Linked DNA regions of Rattus norvegicus: region 1 is linked to region 2. The links are chromatin contacts, called in public Hi-C maps. All regions are on one chromosome and are shown on one strand. Each heading gives the region's core, a stretch centred on a gene start, on an enhancer-like site or on the middle of the called end of the contact. The rest is flanking DNA. Distances are from core to core; before and after follow the strand shown.

Region 1 (5,825 bases), core at 1,140-3,639, 420 kb before region 2:
CCCTGCTCCTTTTTGGTAATAAGTTCTTTGCCCCATCTCTTTATTGTCACACTGGAAGGACTCTAGAAGTGGCTGTGTCCCACTGCCGCCATAACAAATCCTTAGCCAGGCCGGCTAGATATTTCCTCCTTACCCTCTGACTACAGCCTAAAGCCCTGCTTAGCTTTGCATGACTTCCTCTAGCCACACCGTATCTGCCCTGGCTCCTCTCAGAGCTTCCTCGGGGCCCACAGGCTTTGGTTAAGGGTCACTTCAACACTGACTCACTAGAGTGAGGCCACTGTCACCATCAGAGGCACAGGTTCTGATATCTGCACCGTGCCTCTGGGATTATATAACAAACTTCCCAGAAGGCAGTGAGTTCGGATCCAAGGACGCTGGCAGTGTTCTCTCGAGGGTCTACAGTCTGACTTGTCACACTAAGCAGTTCTCTGTACAGTGTGATCATGGCTGTCTTTGAAGCTCCGGCCCTTAAAGGCATGGCTCATACATTTCTGGATTTGACAGGAAAGTCTTTGGATCTTCTAACTTAAGTCGCTTACCTCCACAAGGTTTCTCCTCCCTTGAAGCATCTTCTTCCTCTCCTCACAGTTCCCTCCCTGAGGCCTCTTCACATATCCCATGGAGGGGCTTCTGTGAGGAGTCCACACTGCTCAGGTGTAGGAAGCAGGCTATGTTGCCATGGCCCAGCCTAAGAAGTCAGGATGTCCTCAACACCACCCTGTCACCATCTCCCTGAGGCCTCCCACTTGGAAGCCAGTTGGAGAAATGTCTGCCACTGTAGATCTGCTGCTGCAGGTGTCTGTGAAATGGCTGTGCAGTGGTGTTGAGCCAACTGCCTTCCTAGGCAGTGGGGAAAGCTCAGGAGCTGCTGTGGGTCAGCCCTCTAGGGAGTTGGGATGATGCACATGCATTAGGGAACTGGGAAGTTAGCATTTTCTGTTTATAGTACTTGTCTGCTTATGGGAGGTCTGGTATGATACCGTCGTACAAAGACAGCCATGAAGGTAGAGAGTCAACCATACTTTTTTGCCGTTTCCATTACGGTGTGAGCACAAATTAGAACATAGCAAAATGCACCCACTAGCTGTCCTCTTGACTCTGAAGGAATGGATTTCCTATGCCATGTGTGTCCGCATTGAGGCTGAAGATGGGCCAGTTATCTTGCAAAATTATCATCTAAATCCCTCCTCATTTGCAAACATCCAGAACTGGCAAGGCCCTGTCACCCTGGAGAGTAGGTGCCTCCTCCTGATGCAACTGTTACAGTTCCTTTTCTGTGGGCCATCTTCCTCGGTGCATAGCCTGTGTCTTTGGCACCAAGACCTAAAGACAGTTTCCCTTAGTGTTCTCAGGCATTTAGGTCCCCCTCCAGGTGGAAGGGACACAAGCCAGGAGTCTCTTCTGCTCAAAGGACATAAGGGCTGGCTGTGGCAACCAAAGTGGTCCAGGGCAGGGTCACTCGACTGCATCTAGGCCCGGTTTCCGTGGGACACACTGGCTGCTGACTCTTGTATCTCTGTCTTCTGCCTTAGCTCTGACACGGCCCAGACCCCACAGTGATGATTACAGTACCATGAAGAAAATTCCCCCTCGGAAGCCAAAGAGAAGTCCCCACACGAAGCTCAGTGGCTCTTATGAGGAGATCTGGGGACCGAGGCCTTCTGGTACAATGGGCCAGGTGGGCAAACATCATGCCCCAGGGACACTGGGTGTGCAGTGGGCCAGTCCTGACTCCATGCCACAGTGCACACCCCAGCTGCCTCTGCACCTGCCATTGCCACAGGGTGACTATGACGATGACGGCGAGCCTGTGTATATCGAGATGGTAGGGAACGCAGCCAGGGCAGGCGGATCTGAGACTGACAGCCCTGACCAGGGCGAGTCTGTGTATGAGGAGATGAAGTACGTCTTGCCTGAGGAGGGCTGTGGTCCAGGGATGCTCACCTTCCTGCCTGCCTCGCCACCTCTGTTTTTAGAGACCCGAAAAGCCATCATCTTGGAGGCTGGAGAGGGGAGCTGCCAGCCCCTGAAGGACACGTGTGACATCCCCCCACCCTTCCCGAATCTGCTTCCCCATAGGCCGCCGCTCCTGGTCTTTCCTCCCACCCCAGTGACCTGCTCCCCAGCTTCTGATGAGTCTCCACTGACACCCTTGGAGGTAAAGAAACTGCCAGTCTTAGAGACCAACCTCAAGTACCCAGTGCAGTCCGAAGGCTCCAGTCCCTTGTCACCACAGTACTCAAAAGCACAGAAGGGAGAAAATGACCAGCTGACGTCTCCTGGCTTTCCTGTGTTTAATGGGCCCAGCCGAATCTCACCACCTGCCACACCACCGCCACCTCCAGGGCCACCTCCTGCACCCTGTGGGCCACCTTCTGCACCCTGTGGGCCACCTCCTGCACCGTGTGGGCCACCTCCTGTACCCTGTGGGCCACCTCCTGCACCCTGTGGGCCACCTCCTGCACCCTGTGGGGCAGCCCCTGCACCCTGCAGGCCACCCACACACTTTGCCTTTCCACCAGATTCTGTCTTGGTCACTGCAGCTAAAGCACTGACTAACTCTGACCTGCCCAGAACACAGCCAAAGCCCAGTTCAGCCCCAGTACTGGGTCCCTGCAGCCCCTTTGTCAAGGCTCCATATTCACCCGGAAGGACAGCCAGAGCAGACCTCAGGAAGGCCTCATCCACCTTCTCCCCACCGAGCCCTTACAGCCCACCCAACAGCAGGCCGCTGTCCAGCCCTCTGGATGAGCTGGCCAGCCTCTTCAACTCGGGAAGGAGTGTGCTACGCAGGTCTGCAGTGGGACGAAGGATCAGGGAGGCTGAAGGTAAGCAGAAACTCTGTGGAATCCTGGTATGTGTGCATAACGTAAGCCACATTCCCTGTGCATGACCATTCAGAGTAAGTGTTGATCGAGAACCGGGCCTCACATGACCAGCAATAATAAGGTTGGAACACTTTCTGTGACTTCTGAATGGCGCACACTGACATGACTTGACAAATTAGTGCTTGGGCACTTAAAATAGAGCAGAATCAACACTTTCCTTCTCAGTTTTGTTGGTGCTGTTGCTTCTCTATGATAGTTCCTGACAACCTGAACATGGTATCCTTTGCTGGTCTGATGTTGCTGCTTTGTGTAACATAGTATCCTTTGCTCATCTGATGTTGCTGCTTTGTGTAACATAGTATCCTTTGCTCATCTGATGTTGCTGCTTTGTGGTTTTGCCATTATTCACCGTAGATCCCCAGTGTCCTTCTGTCCCGTGTGAATATCACGCTGGCCCATGGTATCTGAGATTGCCATTGGTCCAGTTACGCCTTTGTCCTTAACACTTTGTCACCTGAGTGTGGCCCTGGAAGGTTGTCTTCTTCTCTCACATAGCAAGCCAAGGAAGAGTGAGGCCTGGTCCTGTTTCTGTTTTTTCAGTCACAGCTCAGCTGAAGAGCGTCTGCAGTCTCCGGCCACTCTACCGAGCTGGGGGTTAGGCTGCTGCGCTAGAGGCAGCTGCCAGCAATAAGGAACACCCTGTGTTCTGCAAACAAGGAATGCAGCCAGCAGCACCAGTCCATGAGGATGCTCTGGCAGTCTCTGATGTGGAGCCCACCACATCTGCTTTATTCCTCCATGTTCAGTGTGCTGTGCTTGCAGATCCAACGGTCATAGAGGGAAAATTATATATATATATATATATATATATATATATATATATATATATTGTTCTTTTGCAAAATATCTTCTCAATGCTCTATCTTTTGGAGAAGAAATGAGGCATCGCACTATTCCAAGGGGAAGCAGGGAAGGGTATCAGCCTGAGCCCCACATCCCACTGGGGATGAAGGCAGCTGTACCTGAGCCACTGCAGATAGGAGGCATCTTCCTCAGGGGCAAGCTCAGAAACTGACTCCATGAGTGGAACCCGGAGTATGGTATTCTGTGCGCTCAACTTGCTCCTTCTTCAAGGACTAATACATACATTTTCTAGCTCCCCTGGTTTGATGAAAGCAGGATCCTACATAATAAAATTATAGGAAAAACTGGAAAGCAATATGAAAAAAGTAGGCCAAAGCTCTGGACCTCTGACAAGGAGATGAATATCCACTCCCCAGCCATGCCTCAGAGTGCCTAATTATTTGTTTAACTAACAATTTCTCCTTAATTATAGGCTATTAGTAAATGAAAGCATATTGGTAAGGAGCAGCAGAATGTAATTCTACAAGTCATGTTTTATCCCAACAACCAAAATGGACCAAAAGGAAAGCATTCAATAATTTAAAAAAAAAGCTATTTGAAGCTAGAACTAAAAGTGTATCAGGGTCCCATCAAATATGACTTTCCACAGATCAGAACTGGGTAGCTTCATCTAGATTCCATTCTGTCAAAAAGTAGTGAAGTCCACATAAGTCTAGAGAGAACTTATCACTTAGAAATCTCAAGGAGGTGGCTGGGGAGTGGCTCAACAGTTAAGGGTGCTTGCTGCCTTTTCAGGGGATGTGGGTTCTGTCCCCAAAACCCATACCAGGAAACTCACAGCCACCTGTAATGCCAGCTCCAAGGCATCTAGAGTCCTCTCGTAGCTTCTACAAGCACAGTCGCGCACACACAGATACAAAGATAAATAATAAAATAAATATTTAAGAAACAAAGAGAAGCCTCAAGGCTGCAGAGCAGGTGAGGGGTATCAGGAGGCCTCTAGGCACAGCCTTTAAGTCTGCTCCCCTCCCCTAGGTATTATCAATCACCACTGTGACTGAAGAATTATAGCATATGTATCCGTACTTCACAAAATACATTCTAATCTGAAAAAGGAAAAGAAAAGGGAAGCTGCTTTGAACCGTTTGCAATCGCTGCTGTAATAACAGAAACCTTAGAGATATAAGTCTCAGCTGTTCCCACCCAGATGCAGGAGTTCCCAACGCACACTGAAGGGAATTCTCTCCCGCCTGTGAGAGAAGTGGGCTTGTATGATTGTGTGACGCCGTGCTCTGGTGAGCTAGAGCAGGGTGATCTCCGAGAACGTGGAAGGGTGTGGTAAGATATAGAACGGAAGGATTTAATGCCCCTGCCATGTGCTGGAGCAGCTTACACGATTATTAAGGCTTACAGGGTTTCATCCTGAGGAGAGTAAATCCACTTTCTACTGAGGGATCCCCCCCGGCTGCTATTCACAGTGAGCATAACTCCATCCTCAATCGTCTTCTTTTGAATCTTCACTTTGAAAGACATTTTTATACCCAACGTCGTCGACTGTGTGGCTAATTCGCCCTCCCAGCAGGCAGGCATCGGTGACGGTTCCCATTAATGCCTGGGCATGAAGTGTGGAGACGGGTGTGCGTGATTTGCAGAGTGGCTCACGGTGCTCCTTCTGCGTTTTTAGCAATAGTAACTTGGAGGACACTGAGCTGTCAGTGCATCCCCTGTTGTGGGTATTTTGGACGCAGATGTGTAATGGTAAGCAAGAAATGGTGTATTGGAGTGAGATGGTCACTCTGTCCCAGGTCTGTTCTGCAGACTCACTTCTTCATAGGATTTCATGAGTAGCTCACTTTCTCAAGACATAGTCATGAGACTCTCACAGAGTCTCAATACATAGCCTAAGCTGACCTCCAACTGACGGCAATTCTCCTGCCTCAGCTTCCAGAGTGGTGGAAGAACCAACACGAGCCACCGTTCCAGGCTTCACATTTTTCTTGTGAGATAATCATGTAAATTCTAACAGTATAGAACTTCAAGTTGGGGGTGGGGGGAGGGGAAGGCACATAGACCTGACTAAAAGGATCAGCCAGGCTGGACTAACAGCACCGGGGGCTTCAAGCACCATTT
Region 2 (5,980 bases), core at 1,075-3,574:
TAGAAAATCTGCCCTAATCTCACGCCAAAATTCACTGAGCAAATTTCTTCATGAAACTCAAGTCAACAACATAAACAGAAATTATGTTTAAAAAAAATCAAATATTCTAATCCAATCCAATCCAAAGGTCTACCAACCCAATACTTACATGACAGCAGGAAGATATAAAAAGCATTCACTTCCCATAATTAAAACGTTATGTTTGTTTAAAAACAGAAAACACAGTCAAAGCATATAACTCACAGCATGGGGTAGAACTGCATCTGAACTGAGGTATTTCAGGAGCATTTGCTGGCCTTGTATGGTGTGATGTCATTTACTACACAAGACACACATGCAGGATCCTTAGATCCAAGGCTTCAGTGAAGTGGATACAGGGGTAGGGATTGTGAGAATCACCTCAGACTTGTGACTTGGATAATCGTGAATTACCGTCTGGGTGTTGCTTGTTCAAAGCTTTTTGCTTTGTCCCCTGTTTGCAAGGGCCATGTTTCCATTTGTGTTTGATTCATGATGCACAGTTTAAGGAGTCGGGCTTGAGAATGCAGGAGTTAAATGGCACTGTGGGCCGGAGAGGCTCTTGTTTGTCTGTTTTCCCAGGGAGAAATCTCTGGGATCAGCAGCCTAAACACATCTTTTTAGACAGATATTTTATTGAGATGAAAAGAAATATGTGTTTAAAGAAATGAGATATCAGTGGGTGTGCGGTGTATATACTCACAAAGTACCACACACAAATCATGTCACATACATGTAGCCACATACATTCGTAGTCATTATCTGTGATCCTTGGGAGTGAATAGGGGAAGAGGTGAGGAGGGAGAGGAAACCTCAGTGTGTGTGTGTGTGTGTGTGTGTGTGTGTGTGTGTATGAGAGAGAGAGAGAGAGAGAGAGAGAGAGAGAGAGAGAGAGAGAGAGAAAGAGATGTGTATCAAAAGAATAAAGAAAGAGATGACCGTCTAGTTATCAGGAAAAATTTCTGTACCAAATATGTCTCAGATGTCTATGATCCCAACCTCATACCATGACCACTATGGTGGAGATCCAATCGCAGTGCTAACCACCACGGCAGAAGAGTGCATCCAAAGTCCGTCTTATTCTTAGAAATGGTCACTAGTATTACAAACACCACATCAAATGAACAACTCTCCATTAACATTTACCCACAGACAGGGCCGTTACCGTTTCTTAGAAACTATTCAGTGCCTTGTATCACCTTTAAAAAAAAACCCCGGGTGGGGTCCAAAGCAAGAATTCATCGTTAGAGTTCCAGGAACCTGGCACCTTCTATGGTAGCTCAGCGCCCCGCGGTCTCAGCACCCCACTGGGTTGTTGAGATATGTGCTGGGTTCTGTTTAGAACCTGTGAAAGGAGACTCGCCCCAGGGTTCCGAGGGCCAGTGGTGGTCTCGAGGGAAGACAAGCAGCAGCCCTGCAAGACCTTACTCCATCTTTAACGGAACCTCACAGCTTGTTAGACATAGAGTTAGACCTGAGGATTCCGTGCGCATGCTCACCAGGGCTAGATTTGAGTAGTCCAGCAGCCCCAGGAAGGACCTCTTGGTTCTCAAGCACCAATGAGCCCAGGGGAAGGCTAGTGCTAGCATGCGGCTGCAAGTGTTTCTCAGGAGCCATCTCACAGATGGCCTGTTCTCCTTCCACTAGTTGGTTGGCTCAAGGACAGACTTTGGCTAGCTCTTTTAAAACCCAAATGCAACCATTTGGGCCCATTTCCACATCTGTTCATCAGTCATTCACAATTTAGTCATTCACATCGTATGCTCGGGCTGTGGGAAGAGAGGGGGACGGACGGAGCACCCGGCCACAGAGTCCACGTTTGCTGTTGCTATTTGATCTTCCAAACTTGAGTCCTGGGCAGAGCCCACTTCCTGTCCCCAATGTTAGCGTAAGAGAAGAAGCTGACGTCGGTGGCCTGTGCAGCAGCGGCAGTAAGATGACTGTGTGGATTTTTAAAACCACGGAAGAAGTGATCAAGTACTGATGTGGGGGAGGCCAAGAGGAGGGGCCTCTGCAGGGCTCTAAAGGAAGAACTGTCCAAGCGGACCAAGAGAAGGGTGTACAAATCTGTACCCAGCTTCCTCACCCCACCCCACCCCCACCCAGTCCACGGAACAATCTTGTTTTCCGACTCCCACTTATGAGCATCATTCTCCCGAAACATTTGTGCAGGACGGAAGCGTTAAACGGAGCTCCTGGGTCGGTAATTAAAGACAATGGTTTCAGTGGATAGAGTCTTGTTTTCATAATCTGCGCTTTGTCTGCACAGAGCCAGCTCTAGGCTGCATCTGCCACCGGCTGGCCTTTGCTCTGTTTACTCTGAAGAATGAGGCGCTGTTCTGTTTGCTTCTCGTTTTCAGTCTGTAAAACTCTGTTCTCTTGGTCCTCTATTCCAGAAAGGAAAATAAAATAAAAGAAAAGAAAAGAACAAGGCTCTTTAAATACCGCAGCAGTGACTACTCACCCATACACACAGCCTCAATATTAGCGGTGGCAGACACTTAGGATGTTCAAGACTCCCAGGTGAAGGCGAGCCTTCCTCTGACAGGTGACCTCGACTGAGAAAACCACTTTCTACTCAGCTGTCAATCATTTGATGTACCTGGCTGCACTGCACCACTGCGTGTGTGTGTGTGTGTGTGTGTGTGTGTCTGTGTGTGTGTCTGTGTGTGTGTTTGTGTGTGTGTTTGTGTGTTTGTGTGTGTGTGTCTGTGTGTGTGTGTGTGTTTGTGTGTGTTTGTGTCTGTGTGTTTGTGTGTGTGTTTGTGTGTGTGTTTGTGTATGTGTTTGTGTATGTGTGTTTGTGTCTGTGTGTTTGTGTGTGTGTTTGTGTGTGTGTGTCTGTGTGTGTGTTTGTGTGTGTTTGTGTGTTTGTGTGTGTGTCTGTGTGTGTCTCTGTGTGTGTTTGTGTGTGTGTCTGTGTGTGTGTGTCTGTGTGTGTTTGTGTGTGTGTTTGTGTATGTGTTTGTGTATGTGTGTTTGTGTGTGTGTGTTTGTGTGTGTGTTTGTGTGTGTGTTTGTGTGTGTGTTTGTGTGTGTGTGTGTCTGTGTGTGTGTTTCAAAAGGTCATTCACCTGTCTCAGGGTTCAAAGGAATTGTTCCCTCCACTGTAGGAGTCACTGTGGTGATATATTAAGACCCGGCTAAGGAAGGTGACTTAGTAATACCGTGAGATAAGAGTGGGAGGAAAGATTAGGAGTATATGCACAGAATCCCAACAATGGAAAAAAAGAAAGGAGGAGGGAGAGGAAGGGGGAGGGGGAGGGGGGAGGGAGGGGGAAGGGAGGAAGAAAAAAAGGAAATAAAAAGACAGACAGACAGACACATTCCTCTGTTGAAAAGTGAGATCGGGATGGGGTGTCTGGCACACTGGCAGAGCACCTACCTTGAATGTGCAAGGCACTGAGCTCCTACTCAGACTCCATTTGAAAACGTGCCACCTCCCTCCCTCTGGGAAAAAAAAAAAGAGAGATACACAGGAACCAAGGGAGCCTGGGCCCAGAAGAAAGTGACCCGGGCAGCTGAGGCCACTGCCTGGCCTATCATCTCCACATCTTCCTCTGACAGCATGCCTCGGCTGCCTGCACAGATCACTGGTGCAGGTCCAAGGAGGCAGTGAGTCAACGCCTGTCTTGTTGCCTGTGTAGACTATGGGCTGTGATGACTCTTCGCTGACCTTAAGGCTTTAGCTGGCTGGCAGAGGGGTGTCTGTGTGTGACGGTGTGTTAACTATCAGCTTGGGAAAATCTGAAATCACCCGAGGATGGGTCTCTAAGCATACCTGTGGGGGATTCCCTTCGCTGTCATCGTCTTGCCCACTGATGTGGGAGGACCCATCAACCGTAGGCAGGACCATTCATTCCCGGGGCACGGGATATGGGTTGTATAAAACACGGAATGGGAGCTGAGGGGAAGGAAGCCTGGGCTCATTCTCCTTCTTGATGGTGGCTACAGTGTGCCCAGCTGCTACAAGCTGCTCCTCCTGCCTTGATTTCCTCATTATGCCCAGCTGCACTTCGAGCTGACACGACGTGAGCCGTGAGCTTGTCACGGTTTGCGTTGTCTTTGTTTTCTATTGCTCCCAGAGACAGGAAATCAAGGGTCCCTCTGAGTGCCGTGTCCGTCTGTCAGTCTGTCTGTCCACCTGTCCATCTGTACACTGTAGGCCTGGGGTACAGAAAAACAACACAGTGTCTCCACAGTGTGTGCCAGTCCAGAAAAAGCCAGGCGTGTGGAGGGTAAGAGAGTCTGCTTAAAAAAAAAAAAAAAATGACAGGCTCTCGCTCCGTAATGACTGTGTTTGAGGAAAGTGCAGCTGACCTGTAATAAGCCGGCATTTAGATAAAGGAAACTGCTGTCTGCTGCCGCATTAAGGTATTTATACTTACGTGGGATTTTTATAATTATACAACGATGGTTCAGGCTGACGTTTGTACTGTTAAAACACTGAAGTTTACGGTTTACATGTTTCAAGCACCTGTATGTTTCCAGGCTACACTTGGGGAACCAGAAAGCCTTCAGATTAACCCCAGCTTACTCAGGACAGGATTCTCAGAGGCGAGTGCTTCCCTGGTGTTACCTTTCTCACAGGTAAAGCTGAGGTGAAAGTTCTCACTGCAGAGACTTGGGAGTGTACCTCAGTGTTCAACAGAGACACAAGCATGCAAAACAGGCTTGCCTCCTCTGGATCCTTCAGCACCCTGTAAGGGCAGGACACCGGAGGGAGTCAAACTCCTTGATGTACCATGCCAGCGGCCATCCCCTGGCTGATTGTCCCAAGGACTCTTTCTGGACCCCGAGGCTGGAGCTACAGCAGTTCTTTACCTCCCAGGCAATGCAGAGGAAAGGGGTACAAGGCAGTCTGCCAGTCCAGCTTCTCCTGTTAGTGACAGGCTCCGACGGACACACTCCTTCCTGTTCACAAACATGCATGGACAGCGGGACTCAAGCCAAACAGAATCTCAGATAAAAGTAGGAATAAACAAAAAACGCTAATTTGGTGAGCTCCAAAATAGAGCCACATTGAAACCTTTTACTGTTGAAACTACAAACAGAACCTTGGATTCAAAAATGCCAGGAAACCGTCCTAGTTTGGGGGAGGGAGGGACGTAAGGGCTTTCCTTCTCCTCCTTCCGAAATCATCAAGTTTGTTATGAAAACAATTGCCTAAGTAAGCTGTATAATCTTATTTAACCTCAGGTCTCTCTGTCAAGCGGAGATAGAATCAGGGTGATCAATGCAAGCATCACTTGGGCATCTATCCCTGCAATGTGGAAGATCTATGTCAGAGACAAGCACATTGATTTTTCCACAGCAGAAAGCGCTCTCTCTCTCTCTCTCTCTCTCTCTCTCTCTCTCTCTCTCTCTCTCTCTTCAGAACCGAGAATAGCGAAAGGCTGCAAAAACCAGCAGATGCCACATGGACGAGTCGTCTGGCTGATAAGAGAGTCGGGAAGAAAAATCACCCCTCTGCACATCTCTGGTCCCTGTCAGACTGGGCCTCGGACACAGACTATAGCCTAAATCCAAGCAGTTTGTGAATGGAACCCTCCAGAGCTTACCAGAGGGCCTGCGCTTCTCAGCTTCTCTCCGGATGCTGAACTGTGGACACAGGGAACACTAGACTATCCATCCACCTGTGGTCTTGCGAGCGGCCTTTCAGATCCACTCGGGTCCTTGTAGTTCTTTTTATCTATTCACTTGTTTTGCACGGGAGGAATTCATGTATAGTGATCAGGGAGACACGTTGTGGGATTAGATTCTCTCCTTCCACCATTCGGGTCCTAAAGCTTGAAGTCAGGTCATTAGACTTGGCGGCAAGTGCCTCACCCGCTTGTGCACCTCACCTTTGAGACGGTTTCTCAGTGAGCCTGGAACTCCCAATTCGATAAGGCTAGTTGGACGTTGTGTTCCAGGCAACCACCTGTGTGCACTTTCTCTGCACTAGGACTGTAAACTCATG

Evidence for each region. Hi-C and Micro-C count contacts between places; a contact is called where the count stands out from the background.
Region 1: a Hi-C map of Schwann cells shows a contact between it and region 2, with 4 times the contacts expected there. The contact joins two enhancer-like sites. A contact is called at or near these places in 3 of 12 Hi-C or Micro-C datasets (the A7r5 cell line, Schwann cells and hepatocytes).

What each region holds. Positions count from the first base shown.
Region 1 is chr16:85,649,130-85,654,954 of GRCr8, reverse strand. It overlaps Myo16 (myosin XVI), which reads left to right. Exons shown (of 34, transcript NM_138893.2): 31 at 1,536-2,831. Among named protein-coding and RNA genes, the nearest start is that of Myo16, 300 kb to the left of the region's middle. Within about 2 kb of position 2,389, at least 1 of the 93 cell types and tissues checked has an H3K27ac peak or open chromatin away from gene starts, as enhancers often do. A contact at or near this core is called in Schwann cells, where this site is marked.
Region 2 is chr16:85,229,540-85,235,519 of GRCr8, reverse strand. It overlaps LOC102554173 (a long non-coding RNA gene), which reads right to left. Exons shown (of 2, transcript XR_010058502.1): 1 at 3,404-5,980; 2 at 1-2,405. Among named protein-coding and RNA genes, the nearest start is that of Irs2, 42 kb to the right of the region's middle. Within about 2 kb of position 2,324, at least 35 of the 93 cell types and tissues checked have an H3K27ac peak or open chromatin away from gene starts, as enhancers often do. A contact at or near this core is called in Schwann cells, where this site is marked.